2 separate regions of the Urocitellus parryii genome follow, and region 1 is linked to region 2. A link is a contact called in public Hi-C data. All regions are on one chromosome and are shown on one strand. The core of a region is the stretch at or near the end of the contact, and the rest is flanking DNA. Distances in the headings are between cores, read along the strand shown. Region 1 holds the start of Cdk6 (cyclin dependent kinase 6). Region 2 holds the start of Pex1 (peroxisomal biogenesis factor 1).

Region 1 (3,283 bases), core at 548-3,047, 270 kb after region 2:
TTGTTGCTTTTTAACAAATATACAAAAGGTAATTATTGCTTTTACATAAATTCCATTTTCCTAAACACTCCTCCCAGTCTCATTATCTTTTGCCTCCCGCCACTTGACTAGCTAAAATGGAGGTATAATGGGGGTCCTCTCTCTATTGCCCTTGACTACCTTATTTATGTATTTATGATTCTTTGCTGTCTTTTCCCCTGATTCTCACTGTGTGGGGAACAAAACACCACACAAATCACCCAGCCCAGGATAAGAGGAGACAAGTTAAAACCTCCCAGTGAGATTCCATAGACACTTGGTCTCCCTAAGTCCACAGAGGGCTTGGTATTTCAAAGGTCAGACTTGGGTCTCTTCATTTTGAGGACTAATGTTAAACTGTTTGACTTCTTACAAGAATATTTAGCTGTGTTTATTTACATAATTTCATGGAGGTCACACGGTAGGCAAGCAGTCGCTCAACAGGATACCTAGATGGATGAGTAGACAAGAAGATCCCAGGATCTCCTTTCTCCAACACACTGAAGGTAAAGAGCTGAAAAGGGTAAAATCACAACCCAATTTGAAGAAGCTTCTGTCCACTTCTTTTCGATTTGAAGCTATGAAGCTATGCATCTGTTTAAAAAGAAAGGGATGACACAACCACACAATGGGGAAATTCCAGGATCACCAAGAGAACACCATTATACTAAGTCCACACACTTTCTTTTAATACTGGTTACTACTCACAAGAGAGACTGTTAACTGCTGTCTTCCCACCAACTTGCAGGACCAGTCCAAGGAAAGCAAGGAATTTAAAGATACCATAACATGGACTCACATCTAACCCTTGGGAAAGGGAATCTAAGGACTGTGTCAGTCCAGAGATATGAAGTCAGACAAACAGGTAACAGTTTTTGGAAGACATTTTTTAAATGACGCTGCTTGACACTGATCATCAGCAATGAAATTCCTTAGACCACCAGAACCCACTTTTATTATGAAACTTTAACAAAAAGAAACTGGGTGTGATTGGTAAACATGTTCTTGAGTTTCTTCATTTTCTTTAAAGCGGTACTTACCCTAGGCTCCACCCTTAAAGTCCCGACCTATTAATTATCACCTGCAACTTGTTGTCTTTCTCACTCATTTTCAGTTTCTCAAAAATTCCCCATGGCAGAGAAAAATATGTGGGGGCTGGCGGGGAGTGCCTCGAGTTGGTAGGTTCCACGTCCCTAAAAGGCACCCAACTCCCCTGGATCCCCTTCAGTACAGGCTTCGGAACTGCCCAGCAGCGGGGGAAGCCTGCGTAGGTCTCTTTTTCTGACTGGTCTTTCTGGCTGGTAAGGTCACCGGCTCTGGCAACAAAACTTACTCAGTCAGATCGACGGGTGGCCCTGGCCTTCCCCAGCCCCCCTGCCTGGAACCTTCCTAAGTCCGAGGATCCCCGGCCTGGCCTCACCAGAAGCGCTGCCCCCGACGGTGCGGGCGCTGCACCCAGCTCACCTGACCACGTTGGGGTGCTCGAAGGTCTCCAGGTGCCTCAGCACCGCCACCTCGCGGATGGTGGAGAGCGGCATGCCCTCCTCGCCCGTCTGCACCCGCACGCGCTTCAGTGCCACGAACCGGCCTCCGTTCTTCAGGTCGCGGGCTTTGAACACCTTCCCATAGGCGCCCTCCCCGATCTCCGCCACGCACTCGTACTGCTGGTCCGCGCGGCTCAGGCCGTCCTTCTCCATGTCGCCTTGACGCCTCCCGGCACGGCGCAGCTGGGGCGGGCGGGGGTGCGGTTGGTTCGCTAGTCTCCTCCGGTGCTCCCGGAGCTCGGTCTTGCTCGCCCTCGCCCCCGCTGGCTCCGGCGCTCGGACTCAGGGGCTCTCGCGGACGCTGGACTGGATGGAGCGACCTCTCCGCCGGCTGGCGTAACCCTGGTGCCGCCGCGAAACTCCGCCTGCCGAGTCGCCGCCGGAGGAGCGAGTGGATCCCTCCTCTTCCCTCCCCGAAGCGAAGTCCTCTACACAGACACCGCACCGATTACATAGTCTCTGTCCGAACGCGTCTCGGTCCACAATCTTTGCACCTAAAAGAGAAGACGGGAAAACAAGAAAGTGCAATCAGACATCCCAGGAGCCTTCCACGGGGTTCCTCTAGATTCCCCTCCTCCTCCTTCATGAAGCCCGAGTCGCTACCCTCCGCGAGCTCCGGCCTTCTCCAAGCCTCCTAATCCTTCCTGGTTTCACCGAGAAAAGCGAAGTTACTTTTCTTTCCCTACAGGGCTGGAGCCGTCTTCGCGAGGAGAGGTTGCAGGGGCCCCTCGGGGATGAGCGCGCCGCGCGGGACGCAGTGGAACGGGAGGGGGCGTGCCGAGCAGCCCAGAGTGTGCTGGGAGCGCGGGGGGGAGGGAGGCGCTGGGGACGTCAATGTCACGGCTTAATATTTATACCTTTATGATTGTATGCGCGGCTACCCTCCTCGCCTCCTGGGACCTGGAAGTACAGGGAGTGGGGGTCCTGGTGCCTTCAGGGACCATGCACAATGTGGTGTGAACGGACTGAGGGTCCACCCGTTTGGGGCCGCAGAATGTGGGTGGGGGCTCTCGGGACCCTGTAATCCGATGCTGGGAGTGTGCGAAAAGGGGTGGTCAGACATCTGCTCGGAAATTGCTTCCTTTCTTTCTACTTTCAGTTTTTCCTCGAGGAGACATTTAAAAACGATTCGCACACGCAAATGGTCTTTGGGGGGTAAAGGAGTCTTGGTGGGAAATGGAATTCTCCTCCGACTCGGAGGACCTCCCTGGTGGAAACCCAGGGAAGACAACCATCGGGTTGGGGAGGGCTGGGGCTACTTGGGGTGGGAGGACGAGAGGCCCTGGAAGGGGGGGAGTCCCCCACGGGAGCCCAAGAGTGGGAGAAAGGGATGTTCGCCACACTTTCGCTTGTCGTGTCCTTAAAAGAGTAACTTAAGGAAGAAGACACCATAACCGTGTCTTGACTTGAAGTTTTCTGATTTCAACCAGAGCAAAACGCCACCTCCCTAAAAAGGGTGGGGGTGGAGGTAGTAAAGGCCATGGCTCCTAGGGTGAGGGAGAGGGGGCTGTGCCGAGGGTACCCGGACTCAGGAACCTTTCCCCACTGCCAGTGTCGTCCTGATAGAAGTAGCGCGGGTGGCTGCTCCACTGCCCTTTGGGCCAGGTCCTGTCTTCAGCTGGGCGCCCCCAATCCCCAGAACCCTCTGCACAACAAAGTGCCTGAAAGGGGTACCCTAACTTTCCCTCCCCTATACAGGACGTAGGGAAACTCCCTCCCCC
Region 2 (3,206 bases), core at 552-3,051:
CAGAATTTAAAACAAAGATCAAGATCACTGAAACCTTTTAAACAGTGATGAATGTAATGTAATGTAACAACTACATCTAAGGAACAAATCAGAGTTACTGTAAAAAGATTTCGTATAAACTCTTTAGGAAGACAGTTTATTTCTATGAACTAATTAGGTTTGGATTTGAAAACACACTGAAAATCTTGTACAAAGTTGACAGAGCACTAAGCCAAGTTCTACCCGGAAACTGGTGATTGCCTCCTTGGAGCCATGGAGAAGCCTGTCAGTGTAAAACAAACAAATAAACAACAACAACAACAAAAAAACCTGCCTACTTAGTGGCAAAAATAAGTAATAACAAGATGAAAGGATGGAAAGATGGACAAAAATATCTGGAAAAACAGTTACAGGAAAGTGGCTTAAGATGAAAAGTGGGATCTTTTTTTTTTTTCTTTTTTTTTTTTAAATATTTATTTATTGTTTTTTAGTTTTCGGCAGACACAACATCTTTGTTTGTATGTGGTGTTGAGGATCGAACCCGGGTCGCACGCATGCCAGGTGAGCGCGCTACCGCTTGAGCCACATCCCCAGCCCGAAAAGTGGGATCTTTATTGCAAACTTTTAAATATTGCAAACTCTTATAGGTCAAGAAGAAACAGCAACATGTCTTGCACAGATTCGCCAGTAGTGGGTACCAGACAAATATTTCAAAAATTGCATCCTTTTGCTACTGAGCAGACTCAAATTCATTGAGACCGTGTGTACCAATTTTTAATTATGAAATCGGCATGCTGGGCTGGGAATGTAGCTGAGTAGCAGAGCCTTGCCTAGCATGTATGAGGTACTTCTGGTTGCTGGGGGGGGGGCGGGGGAAGGATGTGTATCTCCACCAGTGGTTAGAAATGTGAAATACCACAACCACCACGTCCTGACCACATAAGTCCAAGTAAACCTAACTACGTATATGATGCAGGTATGGGCATAATTCCACTGCACATTCCTGGCACCACTCGGCTCGGTTCGGGGTTGCCAATGCAGGGAAGAGTTATTATTCTATGACCCTCCCCTGCTCGTGGGAGACGCGGCACTCAGTCCTAGTTAACCTACACGCGCTCTACACACCAAGTCTGCCCCTAGAGGCGCGAACTGTGGCAGTGCGGGGACTTGGCAATCGCCGGCGAGTGTGGGCACTTTAAAATAATAAAAACATACAAGTTCTCAAGAGCTTTTCCCATCTGGAGTAAGGAAGGTTCCTGGATGGAGAGGATTTTTAGAATACTAGGATGTTTCAAAGCCTACTTTAACCAAAGTGTAAGATATGGACTAAGTTAACCTCGGGGCAGCAGAGACTGCCGGGACCTGCCCTGCGCCGTCACCCCGGCCTAGCGCTATTCGGCAACGTCCAGGAGACCGCCGGGACCCGGCTCAGAGAAAAGAACTCAGCGGCCGCCGCGTTCCGGGAAGGCCTCGGCCACGTCCGATCCCAGGTTACCGTTCTGGTGTCCCGAGGTCGGCGCGTTACCTGCAGCAGATGCAGCTGAGCCACGAGACGCCGCGGTAAATGGAGAAAGCAGTCACGAGCGTTGGTGAAGGTCACCGTCACAGCCACCCCTGCTGCACCAGCGCCCGTTAGGCGATCGCTGCCCCACATCTTCCCAAACCACTACTCCAGGACCTCCCACCCTGGCGCGGCGTCTGACCCCTACCCCGGGCAGGCCGAGGGCGTTGGAGCCCGAGAAGATCGATCGGCTCCGCCCCCTACGGCTTCACTCCCTCTCCCGCGGTGAGTCTCACCCGCGCGCCTGAAGCGGGCAGGACCATCAAGCTTCTGTCACTCTCTGAACTTCACCGCCGAGCCGCTTGGGGGCGGCACCTCGTTCACCAAATTCTCGTTTTCAGGAAACGATGGCCGACGATGTCGATTCTCCAGCCAATCCTGGCCATGCTTCGACTCATCCCGCTCTCTGATTGGATAAACAGGAGCGCCCTGAGACGGATGTTGTCCTCTCCGCAGTGACCAAAGCAGGCAAGATGGCGTCGAGTGATGGGAAGCTTGGGAGTTTATTCGACCACCACGTCCAGAGGGTGGTTTGCGACACGCGGGCCAAATATCGGGAGGGTAGACGGCCTCGCGCTGTTAAGGTAAAATGATTTCGCTTTCATTCGCTATCTTGGGTAGCTTTATGTGAGCACGCTCTCCACGCAGCCAGCCTACTTAAATAAAGGTATAAAAGGCTGCTGTCAGATCCATCTCTCATTGGAAGGGGAATGAGGAACTCTGGCTTGGAGACCAAAGATGATTTCCACCCATTTGGTTAACTTTAGGACGTCAGTTCTCCAGAAGAGGGATTTGTTTTAGTTCTTGTATCTTCCGTGTTTACGTGAGTGCTTGTTAAACACTCAATGACTATTCGTTTTAGTGACTAGTCCCAGTAACTTCTGAGAGAACTTACAGAAATGATGACTTAAATCATATGCATGTACGAATATGTCACAGTGAAACCTACTATTAAGCATAGTTATGCACAGATAAAAATATTATAAACATGTCGACTCAGAGCAGTCTGTTATGTGCTTTAGTTAGATACCTTCACATGTGAAGTGTGTTATTTTTTATGCAGAGAGAATGGCAAATTTTAAAATTAATTTTGTATGCTTTTTGAAGATAAGGACTGACCAAAGTGTTTCTTTTCAAATTCTGTTTTTTTTTTTAAAGGGGAGATTATCTTAGTCTTATTTGTGAAATACACTTCATAACTCTATTTATTTTAGGTGTATACAATCAATTTGGAATCTCGGTACTTATTAATACAAGGAGTTCCTGCAGTGGGAGCAATGAAGGAATTAGTTGAGCGATTTGCTCTATATGGAGCAATTGAAGAATATAATGCTCTAGATGAATATCCAGCAGAAGATTTTACAGAAGTTTACCTTATTAAATTTATGAATTTACAAAGTGCAAGGTAAAGTGTAAGTTAAGCAGCATCTTATATCCTTTGACCCTGTTACTATCATTTTTGTCCCAGGTTTTTATAGTTAATACTTGAGTTACCCCAAAATTTAACATGGCAACATTCTCATCTTTTCTGCAGTAATTCCCCTCCCTTACCCCCAGGGATGGAGTCTAACCTAGGGCTGTACTTATACTCAGCAGGTGTTCAACCACTGAGCCACATCCCAATCCCTTCCTGACATCTTTGTAAAGGTTAATCTTATCAAAATAC

Evidence for each region. A called contact is a pair of places that touch in the nucleus more often than the background predicts.
Region 1: a contact with region 2 is called in a Hi-C map of muscle, with 3 times the contacts expected there. The contact joins the promoter of Cdk6 here to the promoter of Pex1 in region 2. A contact is called at or near these places in 2 of 2 Hi-C or Micro-C datasets (liver and muscle).

Annotation. Positions count from the first base shown.
Region 1 is chr3:29,205,381-29,208,663 of mUroPar1.hap1, forward strand. It overlaps Cdk6 (cyclin dependent kinase 6), which reads right to left and starts at 1,798. Exons shown (of 7, transcript XM_026391545.2): 1 at 1,483-1,798. The coding sequence starts at 1,715.
Region 2 is chr3:28,933,908-28,937,113 of mUroPar1.hap1, forward strand. It overlaps Pex1 (peroxisomal biogenesis factor 1), which reads right to left and starts at 1,802. Exons shown (of 24, transcript XM_077795954.1): 1 at 1,777-1,802. It overlaps Rbm48 (RNA binding motif protein 48), which reads left to right and starts at 1,707. Exons shown (of 5, transcript XM_026413065.2): 1 at 1,707-1,765; 2 at 1,882-2,124. The coding sequence starts at 2,027.